Linked DNA regions of Mus musculus: regions 1 and 3 are each linked to region 2. A link is a contact called in public promoter capture Hi-C and targeted proximity ligation data. All regions are on one chromosome and are shown on one strand. The core of a region is the stretch at or near the end of the contact, and the rest is flanking DNA. Distances in the headings are between cores, read along the strand shown. Region 1 overlaps Gcnt1 (glucosaminyl (N-acetyl) transferase 1, core 2). Region 2 overlaps Prune2 (prune homolog 2). Region 3 overlaps Prune2 (prune homolog 2).

The links. Capture Hi-C pulls out chosen DNA fragments and counts their contacts.
Region 1: a targeted proximity ligation map of bone marrow-derived macrophages shows a contact between it and region 2, with 6 times the contacts expected there. A contact is called at or near these places in 1 of 39 promoter capture datasets (macrophages), 4 of 484 Hi-C or Micro-C datasets (the G1E-ER4 cell line, adipose-derived mesenchymal stem cells, embryonic fibroblasts and 1 more), 3 of 130 datasets of targeted methods (the HPC-7 cell line, bone marrow-derived macrophages and large pre-B cells) and 3 of 9 other capture datasets (adipose tissue, liver and macrophages).
Region 3: a promoter capture Hi-C map of adipose tissue shows a contact between it and region 2. A contact is called at or near these places in 5 of 484 Hi-C or Micro-C datasets (3T3-L1-derived adipocytes, the C2C12 cell line, cerebellum and 2 more) and 3 of 9 other capture datasets (adipose tissue, liver and pancreatic islet).

Annotation. Positions count from the first base shown.
Region 1 is chr19:17,333,683-17,336,382 of GRCm38.p6, reverse strand. All of the region lies in intron 1 of Gcnt1 (glucosaminyl (N-acetyl) transferase 1, core 2), which reads left to right. Among named protein-coding and RNA genes, the nearest start is that of Gcnt1, 22 kb to the left of the region's middle.
Region 2 is chr19:17,216,979-17,219,678 of GRCm38.p6, reverse strand. All of the region lies in intron 19 of Prune2 (prune homolog 2), which reads right to left. Among named protein-coding and RNA genes, the nearest start is that of Gcnt1, 140 kb to the left of the region's middle.
Region 3 is chr19:17,124,166-17,126,945 of GRCm38.p6, reverse strand. Prune2 (prune homolog 2) reads right to left here. Exons shown (of 20, transcript NM_181348.4): 8 at 2,354-2,780; 9 at 1,243-2,008. Among named protein-coding and RNA genes, the nearest start is that of Prune2, 170 kb to the right of the region's middle.

The DNA.
Region 1 (2,700 bases), core at 58-2,557, 120 kb before region 2:
GGGGTCCCACGCTCTGATTTCTTCCTTTTCTTCTTCTCATAGCATGGAATCCATTTTGAAAGAAGATTCTGGAGAAACTGCCCATTTTCCAAGGCAGCGGGATGGAAGCTGCATGTTCCTACATGGGCTGACATCGGTGCTCAGTATCATTCCTGCCAAACTCTATTGGTCAACATAGTCAATTGTGTGTGGGGGGGGGAGTTTGCAGGGATAACTGTGGGCTGACAAAGTCACTTATGGAAGACCATAGGATAGTACTGTTCTAGCAGCCTTCTGACAATATAATCTACCTCACAGTTTTTGTTTTCCAACTTTCCTTGTTTGTTTAAGGTTTGTGTGTGTGTGTGTGTGTGTGTGTGTGTGTGTGTGTGTGTGTGTATACCTCCTGCATGAGTCGTGGTGCATGTGTGGAGGTCAGCAGTTTTCTCCTCCCACCATGTGCCAGGGGACCAGGGATTGTCGAGCTTGGTAGTGCACACCTTTATCTGCCGTGTCTTCTCACTAACCCTATCATCTATTTATTTTTTGAGGAGAGAGGATGCTGACTGTAGTTTTCTGCTTCCTAAAGTCTTTTTCCTTTGAGGTGTTCACTGTTAAGAGAAATATTTTAAGTCTCATTGTCTATAAATCTAGATTTCCCAGTAAATAAACTGCCTTGCATTGGTAACCAAATTTCCAGGCACTGATAGGGCAAACACATGAGCTAGAATGAGATCTATTCCACGTGCTTGGGCCCCTCTGGCTTTTGCTGGGGAGCCTACACATCTTTCCTGAGGCACTTCTGCAAAAAGGAAACCTTGGATCTTGGCCAGGCTTGAGATCGAAGTGTTTTATAAACAGCTTCCAAACCTCTTGAAAGGTGCACCAGCCTCCACCAATCCCTGAACCTTTTGAAGACCCATAGCGTAAATATTGCTCGTCCTTTCTGTCTGCTGTGGCTGGGATTCACCCCGGCATGGTATATTTGTTATAACTAATATAACTCCACCCCCACCCTTTTCTTCAACACTGAGGATTAAACCCGCGCCTCATGGATACCGGACAAGTGCTCAACTGGTGAGCTTGCACCCTGATGCTGATCATCCCCAGGGGTTGTGTAATGTCTCTTAGCCACAATGACATGGGGAAATGTCTCTGGTTGTTAACAAGGCGCACTTACTTGTCCTCCCCACTTCTTCCACACCTCTGACAAATATTGATCTTAGTACTCTCTCTAAAGTTTTTTTCTTTTCCAGAACACCAAGCACTTGGCATGACTCAGTTTGTAATCTCTTCCAAGTGGTTTCTTTCTGTGGCGCTGAGATAACCAACTTCCTTTAGTCAATCCGTCATGTGTCGCTGTTGCGTGTATGTTAGCCAGCAAGTGAGGCTGGCTCTCTGAGGAGGCGCCTCCTGTGAATGCACTCTTAGAACATCTTCTTTGTTCCCAGCCAACACTTGCTAAGCATGTCCAGAAGTGCTCCGGCCACCACTGTTGTCTCCATGACCTTACACTGAGCCTAGGAATGATCCCACCCAAACATCAGTTGTATAGGCTCCCTGCTTAAGACGCTCACACTGTGGGAACTATTGCTGAGCTCAGCTTAACTGTGACAGGAACGTCCTCTCCAGGTCTTTATGTCTTGGCTGTGCGTATTTCCACTTTACAGTCTCTGAGCTGTGAACTCATTGCTCTTAGTTATGGTATACCTCAGTATGTTTATCTATTTACTTACCGAAGCACAGCGTATGTCCAAATTTTGGCAATTTTGAATACAGCTTTTCGATCATTATTAAACATTTCTTTCCATGTCCTTCTTTCTTTGTTCTTTTCTTCTGGGAGTCCCCTACCCACATTTCCAGACACTTGCTTTTCATGTTGTCACTTGGGTCTCATAGACTCACTGTGCCATGCTTTTTTTTACTGCCAGTCTCAATGTCTCAATTTGGTTAGCTATCTCATAATTTTGTTTAATTCTTAAGTTGTTTGAATGGATGTATAGTAGTTATTTAGTCTGTTTTGTTTGAATGGATGTATAGTAGTTATTTAGTCTGTTTTGTTTGAATGGATGGATAGTAGTTAGTCGCTTAAGACAAGTGCCTAATTGCTTTTGGGGATAGGATTGACCATTTTCCCCCTATGTATGGGGCAAAGTTTTGGGTTTCTTTTCATGTCTTGTGTTTGTTGTTGTAGCTGTGCATTTTGTGATATAGTGTTGACTCTGGAAATCGGATTTATTTAGTGCCTTTTTTTTTGAAAGAGGTTCGTATTGTTGTGAGAAGCCACTCAAGTCTCTAATCAGCTCTGTAATCCCAGCACCCTAGAGACAAAGGCTGGAGGATTACAGATTCACAGGACTTGGTTGCACAGTGAGACTTTGCCTCAGAAAGAGAAAAGGAAAGGGGGAAGTCTCTGTCCAGTTAACTTCCTGATCTGCTAATGACTGCTCTTTTTCTTCTTCCCGAAACTAAAAAGGGGCAAGGGTTACTTAGAGGAATATTGGTTATTGTTGATATTTTTAAGTTAATATTTATTTTATCTTTAGTTATGTCTATTGTGTATGGTTGTGTGTGAATATGGAGCCTGACCCAGTTGGCATGGTTGCTGGGAACCAAACAAATCAGCTGGAAGAGCAGCAAGCCATCTCTCAAGGCACCCCCACCCCCACCCCATTGTTGATATGTTAGTAGTACAATCTTCAAGTATTGGTAATGACGTGA
Region 2 (2,700 bases), core at 74-2,573:
GTGAACTGTCTCTGGGGTATCCGAGCCGCAAACTGCATTCTTGGCTCTTTCAGCTCCTCTCTAACATGGAATTAACATCATCTTGGATACACACACAGATACACAGGGAGAGAGCTAGAGCCACTGAACAGTTGGAGAGAGGACTCCAGTCATGATGCAAAGAGGAGCCAGTAGTGTGAAAGCAGCCTGTCAGGAAGTCTGGATTTCCATCTGCCCTTCTGACATATTAGTCCTCCTGGGGTGGACTTTCCTGTGGCCCATGTGACAAGCAAGTCCCTTCTAGTAGCTTTTCAGACAAAGCCATATGTATATTAGAGCTCCTGTTGGTCTAGGGTGCACAAGTGAAGTGTTTTTCCTTTGGAATTCCCTCAGCAACCACAGCAGTGTGTATCTGTGCTCACTTGCCCTCATGACCCACATCCGACAAGTTCCCATGTCTGGAATGTATCCCACGGAGATAGGTGGGCACAGCCTTTGTCACCTCTAGGAAGGAGTGGATCCACCCTGGCAATAATGAGAGTTTGAAGAGGCTCCTGTGACAGATATAATGAGGGACAGTTCAAAGGCGACCAGACACAGGGGTAACTTAGTTATTTCTTATGCCTTCAAGGATCTGACTCACTACCTGCAGGTCTTCAGTTGGGTGATGTCTTCTTTCATCTCCTGGACTCCATTATCTGTATTTAACATACTTTTACAAAACAGGACTTTAAAGAATGCATGTGGTTCTAGGGTGTTCTATGATGTACTCAGAAGTCAGTGCTAGGTCTGAGTTGGTAAGGGCTATCTAGGCCTTTGACAATACCCGATCCGTCACACCAGAATACACATCTCAACACTTTTTTTTTTTGTTGTTGTTGTTCATTTGGGGGTGGGGGAAGAGCGTGAAATCATTACTTTTTTTTTTTTTTTTTTTTGGTAACCAAATAGCTGAAAGACTAAAACCTGTTTACCTAGAGTAGAGAAAGAGAGCAACTGTGGACAACTTCCTGATAAACTGGTACAGGAAACCACTTTGCAGATTGCTTTTAAGACAACAGTTACCTTGTGGGGTTAATGAAGGCACTGATAATGCTTCTCATTCGTTTTCACCACATAGAACAATTGACCATCTCATTAAAAAATACATTACAAATAGAGACAGTCCTGCTTTAACCTTGTGGTATGGATGAATAAAACCCAACCCTAAAGTAAGGTAAAAAGCACTGAAGGTCATTTCCTATCAGTGTCCCTTTTAAGAATGACACTGAAGATCACTTCTGACCAGAACTGAAAGTACGTGGGGAATTCCTCCTGCCTGGGAAGATGAACTTAACTGACCACAACTGATTTGGCCCTGCGCAGAGTGACCTACCGTTCAGTGACAGGCTGGTCTCATTTCTTGCATGCACTAAAGGAGGTTCCTTACAAGACAAGTGGCAGTCCTGTTTAATAGCAGTTAAAAACACTTGTGTTTTATGGAGGAGGAGTGGTGAGGCAGGCAGAATGTTCCTTCTATCTGTAGAGAATGGGAGGCCACGACAGGACCCTTACATCTCCCTTCATTCTTAGCTGGACAGAGCTCCCTTGAAAGGGCCTATGCCCAATTTGCAGTTCATCCATTCAGTCCCAGCTGCAGGTGTAAAATGCTTCCATGTAGGTGGGATTCGTCCATCTCCCCAGAAGCCCAGAGAAGGTTAACAAAGCTAAGGCAAGCATGCAAGCAAGCAAAGAAATACAGGTCTGGAGGTCAAGCGAGAGAATTCTTGCCCACTCTAGTTCCTTGGATCTCTTCCTGCTGCTTAGAGAGATGATATGCCTGGTAGGTGCTCAGGAAAGACAGGGATGAAAAGGGAAACTTGTAGGGGATATGTTCTCCTAAGAATGGGAAATAACATCAGCAGTTGGCAGCTCCCTCCCTCCCACCCAGCTCTGCAAGGAGCCCACACAGGAATAGATGCATCACCCTGTACACCAACCCAAAATCCCTCTCACCAATAGAGAACAGACAAACAAGGCAGGCAGAGGAGTGGGTAAGCCCCAAGATGTAGCAGCAACAGGCCAATGAGGAGAAAGCTGAACTGTGAGTGTTGTTTGTGTTCAAGGGGCATTGCTTCTCAATGGGAAGGAACGCCCTGTATTTGAAAGATAGATTATGGTAGAATGAGGGGCTGAGATATGTTTGCTTTGCAAAAAAAAAAATATCTTTGCTTAAAGCAACTGATGCTGTCATCGTCAAAGTTTGGACAAGAGTGACCTTTAGGAAAAAGCTACATGATTCAGAATGTCCCCGTACAACATTCATCCTGTCCTTTGTTCCTTTTTGAAAGTTGGGACTCAGTGTTTTGTTCTCCCTAAAGTTCCTTTAAGCTGTAAGGTCAACAAGGCAGCTGCAGGCACCGTGTTGATTTTCCAACTTCTCGTTGGACCCAGAGGAGACAGTGACAATGGAAATAAGTTTAAGTTGATCTTTGGTTGTCTTTCTTGGTCCCTGGCAACAAGGATAATCCTAATTCAAGTCAAATTAGGATCTGCTTGCTGGACATCCCAACAGACATGGCCAATCTCATGTGAGCAATTTCTGTCCTTTGTTAGATGAGAAGCAGCAACCATTTCCTCACAGTCTACCCCTCTGATTTGAAAGCCAACAACACGGAATCTGCAAGGTCAAGATTCAAACCCCACCTTGCCCCACCCCTCTTGAAGGCTGCAAAACATTGG
Region 3 (2,780 bases), core at 91-2,590, 93 kb after region 2:
CTAGCATTCCCCTACCCTGGGCCATCAAGCCTTCACAGCACCAAGGACCTCCCTTCCCATTGATGTCAGATAAGGCCAGCCTCTGCTACATATGCAGCTGGAGCCATGGGTCAGAACATATCTTTTCTATACTACAGTTAAACAATCTTTTAATTGCATTAATTAATTTATGGAGTGCAGGTACATACACGTGACGGTACATACATTTTAATGTGATCATACTTCATTTTAACGCAAAAAGATATCTTCCCTTCTACTTAACTTATTTTTCACTAATTTTTTTAAGGGCAAATGAAAGAAAGGAACATCTTAAATATTATCAGGAGACCTCAAATCTCAAGTGCAGAAATGACATTCTGTTTTTTACGTCTTTCCCCTTGGCTTCTCTTAAAAGGGTCATAGGAAAAAAATGTCTTAAAAGCCCTACACTGGGTGAGTGAATGGTGGTAGCATCACTGGTTTGAGAACTGATGGACAATTCTCAGCCAATTAGGGTAGGAGTGTTGTGCACTAATTTTGAGCCTCCTGAGAGTCTCCTGACAGTCCTACCAGGAAATCGGGTTTTCTTGTACAAACTGTTGCATGCCAGGATGTCAGTATGCCAACAAGAAAGGTAGGCTCTTTGGCTTCAGAAAGCATAGAAACCCAGAACATTCACTCTGTTCATTTAAGATGATTCTAAGACAATTACAGAAACACCCTGAGCCTCGAGTTCTTGCTCCCCTAGTCTATCCTTCTTCCCCAGTGCCCAGCGTGTGAAGATCATGTGAGCTGCAAACTGCCCTGCACATAGGAGGTCCTAGAGAGGTACTGATAACAGCGACTTCAGTTCCACTTGCCTGTCCCATAGTCACTGAAGACAGCCGGGTGGGTGCCGACTGACTTTTTCTGATGATTGTCTGGCGATTGCTGTTGCTGATGACATGTCTTATTATAAATGTCAGAAAAAAGCCAGGCGTGGTGGCGCACGCCTTTAATCCCAGCACTCGGGAGGCAGAGGCAGGCGGATTTCTGAGTTTGAGGTCAGCCTGGTCTACAAAGTGAGTTCCAGAACAGCCAGGGCTACACAGAGAAATCCTGTCTCGAAAAACCAAAATTAATTAATTAATTAATTAAAAATAAATGTCAGAAGAGACCTCCTGACCCTGGTATCCTCATGTTTCAAACCCTCTCAGTATTTCTCTGATTTCTAAATAGAATATTTTTTATATATATGTAAAATAAATCTAGTGTTTTGCTTACCCTTTCAGTCTTGGCTTTCTGGGTCCAGGCTCAGGGCACTGTGTCTCTTCTTCCATTTCCTGTGGAGGGTTCCTGTTTTTCCGGGAGAGCTGTGGCGAAAGCATTTCCCATTCATTGTCGTGGGTGGCCGCCTGGGTTGGAACTGCATCTAGACCAGCTTGACCTTGTCTCTCGATGTTCCTTGATTGGCTGCTCAAACCAGCAACTTCCTCTAGTGCTAAAGAATTTAGAGGCTTATTTCTTTCCAGAACCTGGGACTTGGGGCCCTTGTCCAAACTGAGACTCAAGAACGGCTCCGGAGTTCTACCAGGAGACTCAGGCCCCGAGTCCCTGGTTTCTGTAGGCGGGTCACCAACCTCACTATGGCTCAAGACCATCCAACTCTGGTCTTGTGCAGGGTTTTCAAGAGATGCACTCTCGTGGTTGGAAGACGAAGACATTCTCTCTGCAGAATGAACTTTGACATCATTTAAAAACTCAGACTGACATGTGTCTGGGGTGCCTGATAACTGAGTCTCTGGTAGCCCTGTTTCTCTGGAACCTATGGATAATTGTTCCAATTCGGGTATGTTTTCTCTTGCTTCCCTGGCCTCTGGTTTCAATGGTGAATCTTTTTCATGGCTTACAAGGATGTAGTCCACAGCTAGTACCTGATGGTCTTCACTTTGCTCTGGCTGTTTTTCTTCTTTGTATTCTAATTCTGTTTGCTTTGGCCCTTTCGTGGGAATTACTTTCTCATCTTCTTCTAACTCCAGTATCTCCTTGCCTAGAATATGAAGGTGGGAAAGAAAAGGCTAAATTAACACATTCTATGGTCTCTGGTCTTTGCAAACAAACACTTAAAAGAGGGAAGCTAATAAGTATTTTCATTTGTGGACCTGCTCAGTTTTCTCATGCACAAAGAGAGGTTTCACAATATAGCTGTTACATTTACATATGGTTACTTTCTCTGTCTGCATTGGTAGCAATGCTTTAACAAATGTACTAAATTAATTAACACTGGTTCCTTGATGGTGGAAGAGGGGTGTGTGTGTGTGTGTGTGTGTGTGTGTGTGTGTGTGTGTGTGTGTGTGTGTGTGTGTGTTTTGCTGGAGTGTAATGGGTTGCTTACCGTTTGGTGGTTTCATGTCGCCACCTGCTGGTGAATCTGAATTATCTGTTTCTATTTCCCAGTCAATGTTTGATGGAGATGACTCATTATTGGAACCTGTTCCTCCCACAGGTGATGAAAGAGCCTCAGGGTCTTCATGAATATGCAACACAGTCATCTGGTATCTAGGTTTCCTGATGTTGGTCTCAGCCTTGTCTTCCTCCCTGTGATCTGGAAGAGCAGAAAGCAACATCTCTGCCGCGTCACTTCCCAGAGATTCATCACCTGGAGACTCAGCTCCCTGTGCAGTTTCAGTGCATCCAGTAGGTTCCGTGAGATAGGACAAATCAAAGGGGGGTGTGTATGGTGTCAGTGATTGCTTCAGCGCGCTTTCCTCTGACGGAAGATCACCACCATAGAGGAAGTGTTCAGGCTCTCTCATCAGCTC